Linked DNA regions of Pan troglodytes: region 2 is linked to region 1. The links are chromatin contacts, called in public HiChIP or PLAC-seq maps. All regions are on one chromosome and are shown on one strand. The core of a region is the stretch at or near the end of the contact, and the rest is flanking DNA. Distances in the headings are between cores, read along the strand shown. Region 1 holds the start of ABCF3 (ATP binding cassette subfamily F member 3). Region 2 holds the start of CAMK2N2 (calcium/calmodulin dependent protein kinase II inhibitor 2).

The links. HiChIP or PLAC-seq counts read pairs in DNA pulled down with a chosen protein or histone mark.
Region 2: a contact with region 1 is called in an H3K4me3 HiChIP or PLAC-seq map of stem cell-derived excitatory neurons, with 2.0 times the contacts expected there. The contact joins the promoter of CAMK2N2 here to the promoter of ABCF3 in region 1. A contact is called at or near these places in 1 of 7 Hi-C or Micro-C datasets (stem cell-derived neural progenitor cells) and 1 of 1 datasets of contacts at active chromatin or transcription factors (stem cell-derived excitatory neurons).

Annotation. Positions count from the first base shown.
Region 1 is chr2:187,367,293-187,372,465 of NHGRI_mPanTro3-v2.0_pri, forward strand. ABCF3 (ATP binding cassette subfamily F member 3) reads left to right here and starts at 1,777. Exons shown (of 21, transcript XM_516910.7): 1 at 1,777-1,918; 2 at 2,145-2,292; 3 at 2,434-2,513; 4 at 3,030-3,076; 5 at 3,297-3,394; 6 at 3,494-3,616; 7 at 3,774-4,040; 8 at 4,394-4,474; 9 at 4,562-4,621; 10 at 4,721-4,777; 11 at 4,888-4,910; 12 at 5,021-5,076. The coding sequence starts at 1,846.
Region 2 is chr2:187,442,584-187,447,578 of NHGRI_mPanTro3-v2.0_pri, forward strand. CAMK2N2 (calcium/calmodulin dependent protein kinase II inhibitor 2) reads right to left here and starts at 1,754. Exons shown (of 2, transcript XM_001149517.6): 1 at 1,318-1,754; 2 at 1-429. The coding sequence starts at 1,486. The coding sequence ends at 359.

The DNA of each region.
Region 1 (5,173 bases), core at 527-3,026:
TCGGACTCCTAGGCTCAAGAGATCTTACCTGCCTCAGCCTCTGGAGTAGCTGGGATCACAAGCACGCACCACCACAGCACCCAGCTCTTTCTCTAATTCTTAGGCAGATGTTTTCTAATTAGATTAAGCATAGATTAAGTGTGAAGTTTACATTTGGTCTTGTAGCCATCCTAAGAAATTGACCTTTTAATTCCATCATTTACCCAAGCTTCCCAAATCTTGCTGACTGGGTGGTAGGAGGAAAGATTTGCAAGGAGAATAATATAATGGACTGGGCACGGTGGCTCACACTGTAATCCCAGCACTTTTGGAGGCCGAGGCGGGTGGATCACCCGAGGTCCGGAATTCGAGACCAGCCTGACCAACATGGGGAAACCTCGTCTCTACTAAAATTACAAAATTAGCCGGGCGTGGTGGTGCATGCCGGTAATCCCAGCTATTCGGGGGCTGAGGCAGGAGAATCGCTTGAACCCAGGAGGTGGAGGCTGCGGTGAGCCAAGATCACGCCATTGTACTCCAGCCTGGGCAACAAGAGCGAAACTCCTTCTCAAATTAAAAAAAAAAAAAAAGAATATAATGAATCTCCATGTCTTATCACCCAGCTTCAACTATGATCAATGCGTGGCCAGTTCCTTAATATCACATCCAGTCTGTGTTCACTTAACCAGGTGTCTTATCAAATTTTTCCAGATAAGGTCCATTGTGGTTGGTTAATGCTTCTCAAATTTTAAAAATTGATGTTTCCCTTCAGGTCTTGCAATTTTGTCGAAGAAACCAGAGTTCTGTAGTTTACCCCATCAGAATTTGCCTGTTGTCCCCATGAAGTCACTTAAAATATTCCTCTTTACCTGTATTTCCTGTAAAATGGTTCAATATCGGGATTGATTCCTCATGATGGCAATGTTTAATCCAAAGGGATGAATGGGTAATAATGTAATTTTCGGTGCCACTTTTAGAGACCAATTGGAGGAATATTCACGTTAAATATAAAGCAGTAGCATCATTTTGGAGGAAATTCCTAACTTCCCGAGGGAATCGGTGAAAGGAAATAGCCTTTTATTGGCATTTATTGAGTGCAGAGAAGTCTGCTCAGGGTGTAGGTAGGGAATAATTTATACAGGCCACGTTGTCCTGGTTTTCTTGCCCTTTGGCGGTGGATTTGGTCGTGCCCTGGGGTGGTGGAAGAACTGAATGGGCTTAATTCACAAAGGTCGGCTGAATTATACAGTGAAAAGGCGGTCGCGGCGGGGAGGCGGGTGGCGCTGGCCACCAGGCTGAGGAGCCCGTAGGGTCTGGGGACCCGCGAAAGCAAAGCACTGAGCAGGGGGCTTCTGAGAGTCAGGGACCGGGGTGAGTCAGCAAAGCTCTGGGCAGGCTCCAAAATGGGCCTGACTGGGTACGCACCAGCAGCAGACGCGCCTCCAGGGAGCGCATAAAACCTGGCAAAGCCAAAGTGCTTTATCAGCCGCCTGCCTCTTGGGAGGCTCCCACCCGCCAGACCACGGGTGCCTCGCGGCCCCGATAAACCTTGAGCTCCCAGCCCTTGCCCCACCCCTCGCTCCCGGAACTCCGCCTCCCAGAAGGCAGCGAGAACCGCACATGTGGCTAATCTTTCAGCGGAAAAGGTGTCGCGCACGCGCAGAGAGCGCGGCTCCGGCGCAGACTCGGCGCCTCTCCTCAAGGCCCCGCTCGCCCCGCCCACCGGGCTCCACGCACTCCGCTCCTTTCCTGCGTCACCGCTACACATGCGCCTTGCAAGGAAGGGCGAGATTTCGGGGGCAGGGCGGGGGGCGGGCCTAGGCCGGGGTCTCACAGCGACTGCGCGGACGGGTTCCTGAGTGGAACATGGCGACTTGCGCCGAAATCCTGCGGAGCGAGTTCCCCGAAATTGACGGACAAGTCTTCGACTACGTGACCGGTAAGCAGAACTGAATCGGCCGGCTGGGGAGACCGAAGTGGAGGCCAGGGAAAAGTCTAAGCGAGCGTCGTGCCTGGGACTGTTGCCAGGCCTCTCCTCTGCATGACCTCTTGTCCCGGGGGCTGGTTGGGTCTGGAGCCTGGACTGGGGCCTCTGTCTGGGGACTGAAACTGCTTGTGTGTCCACCCTACCCGATACCTTCCTCGTTCTACCACGCCCTGCCCAGGCGTCTTGCACAGCGGCAGCGCGGACTTCGAGTCTGTGGATGACCTGGTGGAAGCTGTAGGGGAACTATTGCAAGAGGTGTCCGGGGACAGCAAGGATGACGCGGGCATCAGGGCCGTGTGCCAGCGCATGTACAACACTCTGCGTCTGTATGTGCCAGGGAGTAGGAGTTGATGGGGGCGAAGGGACGGCGAACGGTCCGGAGACAAGAGGTGGGGGAAGAAGATCTGATGGCCATAGAGCTTTTCCCTTAACTCCTAACTGTGCGCTTTCTATCCCTACCCACATAGGGCTGAGCCACAAAGCCAGGGAAATAGCCAGGTGCTACTGGACGCCCCTATCCAGTTGTCAAAGATAACGGAGAACTACGGTGAGAGTGAGGGGAGGTTGAACTAACTGCCCCCCTGTGCTTTTCTCCGCCCCCAACCATCTGCTGCCTGCAGCTTAGGGCTCCTACGTCTTTTCCACAGGACAAGGTTGTAGGAGCTAGTTGATGTCTTTACCGAGGGCAGAAAAGCCCATGATGGGGGTGGGGAGGAGGTTGGAGGGTTCTCCCTCCAGACTCTTGGGTAGGGTAGGAAGCATAAGAGCGTGGAGCTGGACAGACGTGCTTTCACCCCCAGTTTTGCAACTTGCTAACCAGCTGCATGATCTTGTAAGAGTTGGTTATCTGTCCCCAGCCTCGTCTATGCCTCTGTATCCTTCTACGTGAGTTTTGTTTTGTTTTGTTTTGTTTTTAGTGCAGGGAAGATAATAGCCATCTATCTGCAGTATTATAAGGTTTTGTAGAAAACGTCTGTGTCTGTGCCTGGTTCATATTAGTCACTCAAAATGTTAGTTTCCCTTCCCTCAGGGAGAAGGTGACTGCTTTTCTTATCGCTTACAGACTGTGGAACCAAACTTCCAGGACTGCTAAAGAGGGAACAGTCCTCGGTGAGGAGGAGGAAGCAAGGGAGGGGACTGTCTGTGATGGGGTTGGGAGTTGACTGTCTAATTGGAGTATCTTTTGGGGGGATTTCTGGCTATGTCTTTTCCTGAGCCTTTGAGTCTGTTCATCATGGGTAAGTTAAGAGGGTTTACTCGAGATGTTCTCTCTTGGGGTTCCTTTCTGAGCCTACACCCGAGAGTGAAGTCGATGTGTTTGGACCCTTAGACAGTGAATGCAAAGAAGTTAGAGAAGGCCGAGGCTCGACTTAAGGCAAAGCAGGAGAAGCGCTCAGAGAAGGACACGCTCAAGACCAGCAACCCTCTGTGAGTGGGGGAAGCATGGCTCAGAAGAGAGCAGAGCAGCTTTTGCCTGGACAGAAGGTGGTGGGGAGCACTAAGAGCTGTCCATTTCTCCCTTTAAAGAGTCTTAGAAGAGGCATCAGCCAGCCAGGCAGGCAGCAGAAAGGAGAGTCGGTTGGAATCATCTGGCAAGAACAAATCCTATGATGTGCGAATTGAGAACTTTGATGTGTCTTTTGGCGATAGGTGAGGGAATAGTGGTGGCAGGGGTTGGCTTTCTTTTTCTAATTAGAGGACAATTTGGAGAGGTGAAACGGGGCTATAAACAATGTTAGGTTTGTCGTTAAACTTGCTGTGCACCTATTTCTAGAGCATCTTTGGTCTCCTTTCTCCACTCCTGCAGAGTACTGCTGGCTGGAGCGGATGTGAACCTGGCATGGGGCCGCCGTTACGGGCTGGTGGGGCGGAATGGGTTGGGGAAGACAACGTTACTGAAGATGCTGGCCACCCGGAGTCTGCGGGTTCCAGCCCACATTTCCCTGCTGCACGTTGAGCAAGAGGTTGCTGGAGATGACACTCCTGCCCTGCAGAGTGTGCTGGAGAGTGACAGTGTGCGAGAGGATTTGCTACGGAGGGAGCGGGAGCTCAGTGCCCAGATTGCTGCTGGCAGGTGAGGACTCCCGGCTAGGGAGTAACTAGCAGCCGCTGTCGCTTACAGAGCGCCTGCCATCCTGGAACAATCCATAATTTGCATGTACATCCTAGTAATCAGCAGAGCTTAGAACTTGGCACTCTGGGACTCAGAAGCCCTTGTTCTTTCCACAGTGCCCATTGCCCTTTCTTGTTCTTTCCACAGTGCCCATTTCCATAGTGCCCAAGGTAATGAGCACTGTGCAAACCCTTCCTGTATTCTCTTCCTCTTCCAGCCACAAGGTAGCCAATGGCCTTTCCAACGGTATAGGGTGCAGGACATCCTCCTAGACTGCCCCCGCTTAGGCCAATTGCTGTTTCTCCTCCCTCCAGGGCGGAGGGCTCTGAAGCTGCAGAGCTGGCAGAAATCTATGCCAAACTGGAGGAGATTGAGGCTGACAAGGCACCTGCCAGGTATTTAAAGCTCCCCCTCCCTCCTTCAGATTTCCTTTCCCTTCTGTGGACTGTTCCAACTGAGTTCTTCGATTTCTTCTCTACTAGGGCATCAGTCATTCTCGCTGGGCTTGGCTTTACCCCTAAAATGCAGCAGCAGCCCACCCGGTGAGTGACCCTTGCCATTCTTGGCTTTGAACCCTGTTGTCTCAGCCCCTTCCTGCCCTGATGAACACCCACCCATAATGTGACTCCATCATTCTTTAGGGAGTTCTCAGGTGGCTGGAGGATGAGGCTGGCCCTGGCCCGGGCCCTCTTTGCTAGGTGAGTCTTCTGGGCCAGTGTATGAAGCCCTATGGAAGATTGGTCTTAGCTCTTGGGAGGTGGCATGAGTTGCTGACCTAAAACCTCAGGCCATGTATTCTTTTTCATAGGCCAGATCTTCTGCTGTTAGATGGTGAGTTTGAAATGGGGCACCCTGACTTTAGGATGGGCAGGGGTGGTAGCATCCAAGTTCCTAGTTCTCCAGCCCTTCAATCCCAAGTGTGTGCTCCCCTGCTTCTCCAGAACCTACAAACATGCTGGATGTCAGGGCCATCCTGTGGCTGGAGAATTACCTGCAGGTGAGTGCCTGTGGGTGCTGGAGTGTGTTGGGGAAAGGCGGCCTCCAAGATACCTGGGGGCCTGAGAACTGACTGCCCTCCCAAACTGGGCCTGCTG
Region 2 (4,995 bases), core at 504-3,003, 75 kb after region 1:
ACCAGACTGGCCGGAGGGGGGCGGGGCAGGGGAGCCGTGCGGGAGGGGGCGGGCCGGGGGCTGGGGGCCGCGGGTCTCCGTGTCCGTTCCGGTGTGCGGGGTGGGGCTGCGGCCCGAGGTTTTAAAGTGCATGAGCGCGGCGGCGGGTTCCGGGCGGGTCCGCGCCGCCGCTACCGCGGCCGCCGTGGTGCTGAAGCGGACAGCTCCGGAGTGCCTGGCGGCGGCGGCGGCACGGCCCCGCAGCCCCCGCCCGCGGGCGCCTGGGCCGGGGCGGGGGGGCGCCGGCAGCCGCATCGCCGGCCCGCGCTCCTGGCCGCTGCGAGGCTGGGCCCGGAGCCCGCCGCCCGAGCCGGCGCGTCTACACTCCGGACGGCGGCTTCTCCCCCATCCCCTTCAGCACGTCGTCTATCCGGTCATCCTCGATCACCACTGCGCAGGGAGAAAGCGCGTCAGCCGCGCAGCCTCGGGGGGCGGCGGCGATGAGAATGAGCCCCGCGTCCTAGCTTCCCGCGCAGCTACTGCCCGTGGCCCAGCGACGCCCCTCGGAACCCTGTGCCGCGGTGTCCTCCCCGTCCGAACTCTTCTGGAGACCCAACCTGCCGCCAAGCCTAGACCCCCTCCCCTCCCGATGGCGGAACGCCCCTCTTCCAAAGGCTCCAGCTATTCTCCCTCCCAGTGCGAGCCCTCCTGCCACCTGAGCCTTCCTCCCTCTGAGTTGATCAGAAACCTCTTGCTCACGGAATCCCCCTCTTCAACCCGCACTTCAACAGATCCCCCTGCTCAAATGGGGCTCAAACCGAGTATCCAGCTGGTCCAGCCCTCTCCTCAACCTGAGCCCTCTCGCCGCTGGAACCCCTCTTCCGATCCTGGCACCAACAGAGCTCCCCTCCCCATGCAAACAACCAAGACAAGCGGACCCCCGGCCTCCTGCCCTCTCTTGTTAGACGCCCCTCTCGACCCGAAGGTTCTTCGTACTGTCCACCGACTCAGTATTTGATCCCAAAGAATCAGCCCGTTACCCCGTGTTCCCACTTCCGTGCAGCCCCAAATGCCCCGACCGGCCCCTCCCCCTCGCCCGGGTGCCAGGGCTCTGCTTCCAGAGGTGGCGAGCATCGAATCCGGGGCACCGTGTTCCCGGGAGAAGGGAAGAGGGGGACACACACTGCAGCGGGGACCCCCCCCTCCAGCCCGGGCCGAAGAGCGGCTGGTGCGCTGGTCTGCGGCAAGAGCTGCGGGCACTCGGCGGGGAACGGCAGCCGGGGGCGCCCGGCGGAGGGTTTCTGGGTCAGGCGGCGACTCCGGGCCCGGGCCGCGTACCTCGCTTGGCTCGGCCGATCTGGCCCAGCTTGGGGGGTCGCTTGGCCTGGTTGCCCGCGAAGAAGGAGTTGGTGTCCTGCAGGCGGCAGCTGAAGGAGAGGTCGGAGCCCTCGGGGTCTGCGCCGAAGCGGCCCATCTTGTCTTCGCTGTAGGGCAGGATCTCGGACATGGCGGGCGCGGGGTGGGCGCGGGGCGGGAGCGGGACTGCGGCGGGGCGCGGGCGGCGGGCTTGCTGCCGGACCGGCCCTACCTCAGCAGGGGAGCCGGCGGAAGGATGAAGTCATGCAGCATCCGGGGCTGAGGAGCCAAGCGGGGCCTCCTCCCCCGCGCCTCCGCCTCCCGGGCCGCTGGGCAGGCGGCGGCGGCGGCGGTGGCGGGGACCGGGCGGGGGCGGGGGCGGGGGGCGGGGGTGGCGGCGGCGGCGGCAAGAGCGGAATGACGATGAGCGCCCGACTGCGGCAGAGCACGGCGGGCGGGGCGCGGTGGAGGCGGGGCGGGCACTGGCCAGGGGAAAGAGGCGGGGCCGGGGGCAGGAGCGCGCCCAGCTACCCCCGGAACAGAGGCAGCTGGAGTGGGAGGTTCCCGCACTGTGGCGGGGAATGGCCAGCACGTGGGTCTTGGGGAATAGTACCAGCCAACCCGGCTGGGACCTGGCGGGGAGGGGCGGGACCGAAGGGGGGTGGGATCGAGCCTGGTACTGGAGGAGCTTGGGGGAGGGTCTGACCCCTAGGCTGGGAGAGGCGTGCAAGGGGGACTGGGAGCAGGGGGGCAAAAGCTGGCCGGGCGCGTTGGGGCGGGAAGGCGGCCGCAGGGCTGGCAATGGAAAGCGGGGAGCGGGAAATGCGCGGGGAGGAGACTCGGGTACAGGGTGACTGGGGAAGGCACGAACCCACAGCGCGGGAAGAGCTCGGGCCAGTGGGATGGTGCCCTTGCCGCTGACGCGCTCTTGTACTAGTTGCTCTGGTCTTAAGTAGATCGTCAGGGTCCGTGCGTCTCTGAGTGCCGGTCTGTGTCTCTGTCTCCGCCTTTGTATGTGTCAGTCCATCTCTAAGTGTCTGTATCTCTGTCTCTGTGCCCCGTATCTCTTTCGCTGTGTTATGGCCTTTGTCTATGCCTGTCCCTTAAGTGTCTGCCTTTCTCCATCTATCTCCATTCTTGACTCCTGTATCTCTGTGCCACAGTGTCTCCGTCTCCTGAATCTGGGTATTTCAGTCTCTCCTAGGAGGGGTCTATAGTAACTGGGCCGACGCGCGCACACCAGGGCAGACACCCCCAGCCCTAGTCCGGTGGCTGGAGCCCCCCGCGGCTCTGGAGTGGTGCGCTCGCAGTGTAGGAGGAATGAATGGCGGCGTCGCGGGGGGCGCCCTGGCTGCGGGTGACGCGGGGAAGCTCGGAGCACCTGAGGACGCGGAGCGCGCCAGTGTATGCCCCGAGGGAGTGCGGTAGAGATGGAGGGTGCCCCCCGCCCTCGTTGCTTTGGACCACGGGTGAGTTCTCGCTTCACCGACGGGAACATGCCCTCTTCTCCCCTTGCCTCCCGCCCCCACAACCCCCGCCCTGGCTGGCCGTCACCCGCGGCGTCACCTGCTTGCCAGCGCGCAGGAGCTCTGGCGCAATCACTGGCCTTGGGGAGGAGGGGGTGTCTCACATGCGGCGACAGTGACGGCAGCGCTGATAACTGTAAGTTCATTCCACACTCCAGGCGAACGCGCTTTCCTTCCTTAATCTGGCCAAATTACCAAATCACACAGCTGGTGAGGCTGCCTTGTAGTGGGTCTCCTTCCAACACTTCCTCGCCAGGTGTTAATACCGGAGACACAGGGACAAACGCAATGGTGGCTGCCCAGGGAACTGGATGGGGTGGGGGGCGGTATGCCACAGGATACCTTGATGCCAGCCTCACTCAAGGGCCCAGGCCTGGGGGCCCATCACTATGAAGCCCTCCTCTGCTCTGTCCTAGTCTCCGGGATGAGGGCCACAGCTGGAGGTGGAGGCCCAGCCTGGAGTGAGAGGAGCCCTGAAACTGGAAGGACAATAAAGGCGGAAGACTGGGGTCACTGGAAGAGAGTCCAGAAAATTCCACATCCACTGGAAGTTGTCCAGTAATGGGTTCCAATCCTGACTCCCACTTTCTCAGTGACCTTGAACTGAAGGACCCATAATCATGGTTTTAAAAAATTAATTCGTTTGTACTTAAAACATTTTAGGAGGCCGGGCTCAGTGGCTCACGCCTGCAATACCAGCACTTTGGGAGGCGAGGTGGGTGGATCACCTGAGGTCAGGAGTTCAAGACCAGCCTGATCAACATGGCAAAACCCCGTCTCTACTAAAAATACAAAAAAAATTAGCCAGGTGTGGCACACACCTGCAGTCCCAGCTACTTGGGAGGCTGAGGCACAAGAACCGCTTGACCTAGGGTGGCAAAGGTGGCAGTTGGCGGACATTGGGCCATTGCACTCCAGCCTGGGCGACAAAGCGAGGCGAGACTCTGTCTCAATAAAAGAAAGAAAGAGAGAGAGAGAGAGAGAGAGAGAAAGGAAGGAAGGAAAAAAATTTTAGGAAAATTAAGAAAATCACATAACATCTTTTTTTTTTTTTTTTTTTTTGACACGGAGTCTTGCTCCGTTGCCCAGGCTGGAGTGCAATGGCGCGATCTTGGCTCACCATAACCTCTACCTCCAAGGTTCAAGCGATTCTCCTGCCTCAGCCTCCCGAGTAGCTAGGACTACAGGCACACGCCACCATGCCCAGTTTTTTTTTTTTTTTTTTTTTTTTTTTTTTGAGACGGAGTCTCACTCTGTCGCCAGGCTGGAGTGCAGTGGCGCCATCTCAGCTCACTGCAACCTCCCCCTCCTGTGTTCAAGTGATTCTCATGCCTCAGCCTCCTGGGTAGCTGGGACTACAAGTGCGTGCCACCACTCCCAGCTAATTTTTGTATTTTTAGTAGAGACAGTGTTTCACCATGTTGGCCAGGATGGTCTCAATCTCTTGACCTCGTGATCCGCCCACTCGGCCTCCCAAAGTATTGAGATTACAGGTGTGAGCCACTGCGCCCTGCCAGTCTTTGTATTTTTAGTAGAGATGGGGTTTCACTATGTTGGCCAGGCTGGTCTTGAACTCCTGACCTCGCGATCTGCCCGCCTTGGCCTCCCAAAGTGCTGGGATTATAGGCATGAGCCACCACACCCGGCCTTATAACTATATATATACATATCCTTCTAGTCTTTTCACCATGTGTCTGCATGATATGATACCTCTGTAAGCCCCATGTTCTAGTCTGAAGCATGGGGATGATAAAACCTACTTATTAAGGAACGTTTTGCTGGGCAACATTCATGGCTCACACCTGTGAATTCCGCCACTCAGAAGGCTGAAGCAGAAGGATCGCTTGAAGCCAGGAGTTGGAGACCAGGCTGGACAACATAACTAGGCCCCATCTCTAAATAAATAAGTAAATAAATAAGCAAGCCGGGTATGGTGGTACACACCTGTGGTCCCAGCTACTTGCAAGGCTGTGGTAGAAGGATCACCTGGGCACAGGAGTTTGAGGCTGCAGTGAGCCATAATGGTGCCACTGCACTCTGGCCTGGGTGACAGAGCAAGACCCTGACTCAAAAAAAAAAAAAAAGAAAAGGACAGTTTTGTAGATGAAACTCTCCTGGGGTAAAGTGGGTTGTC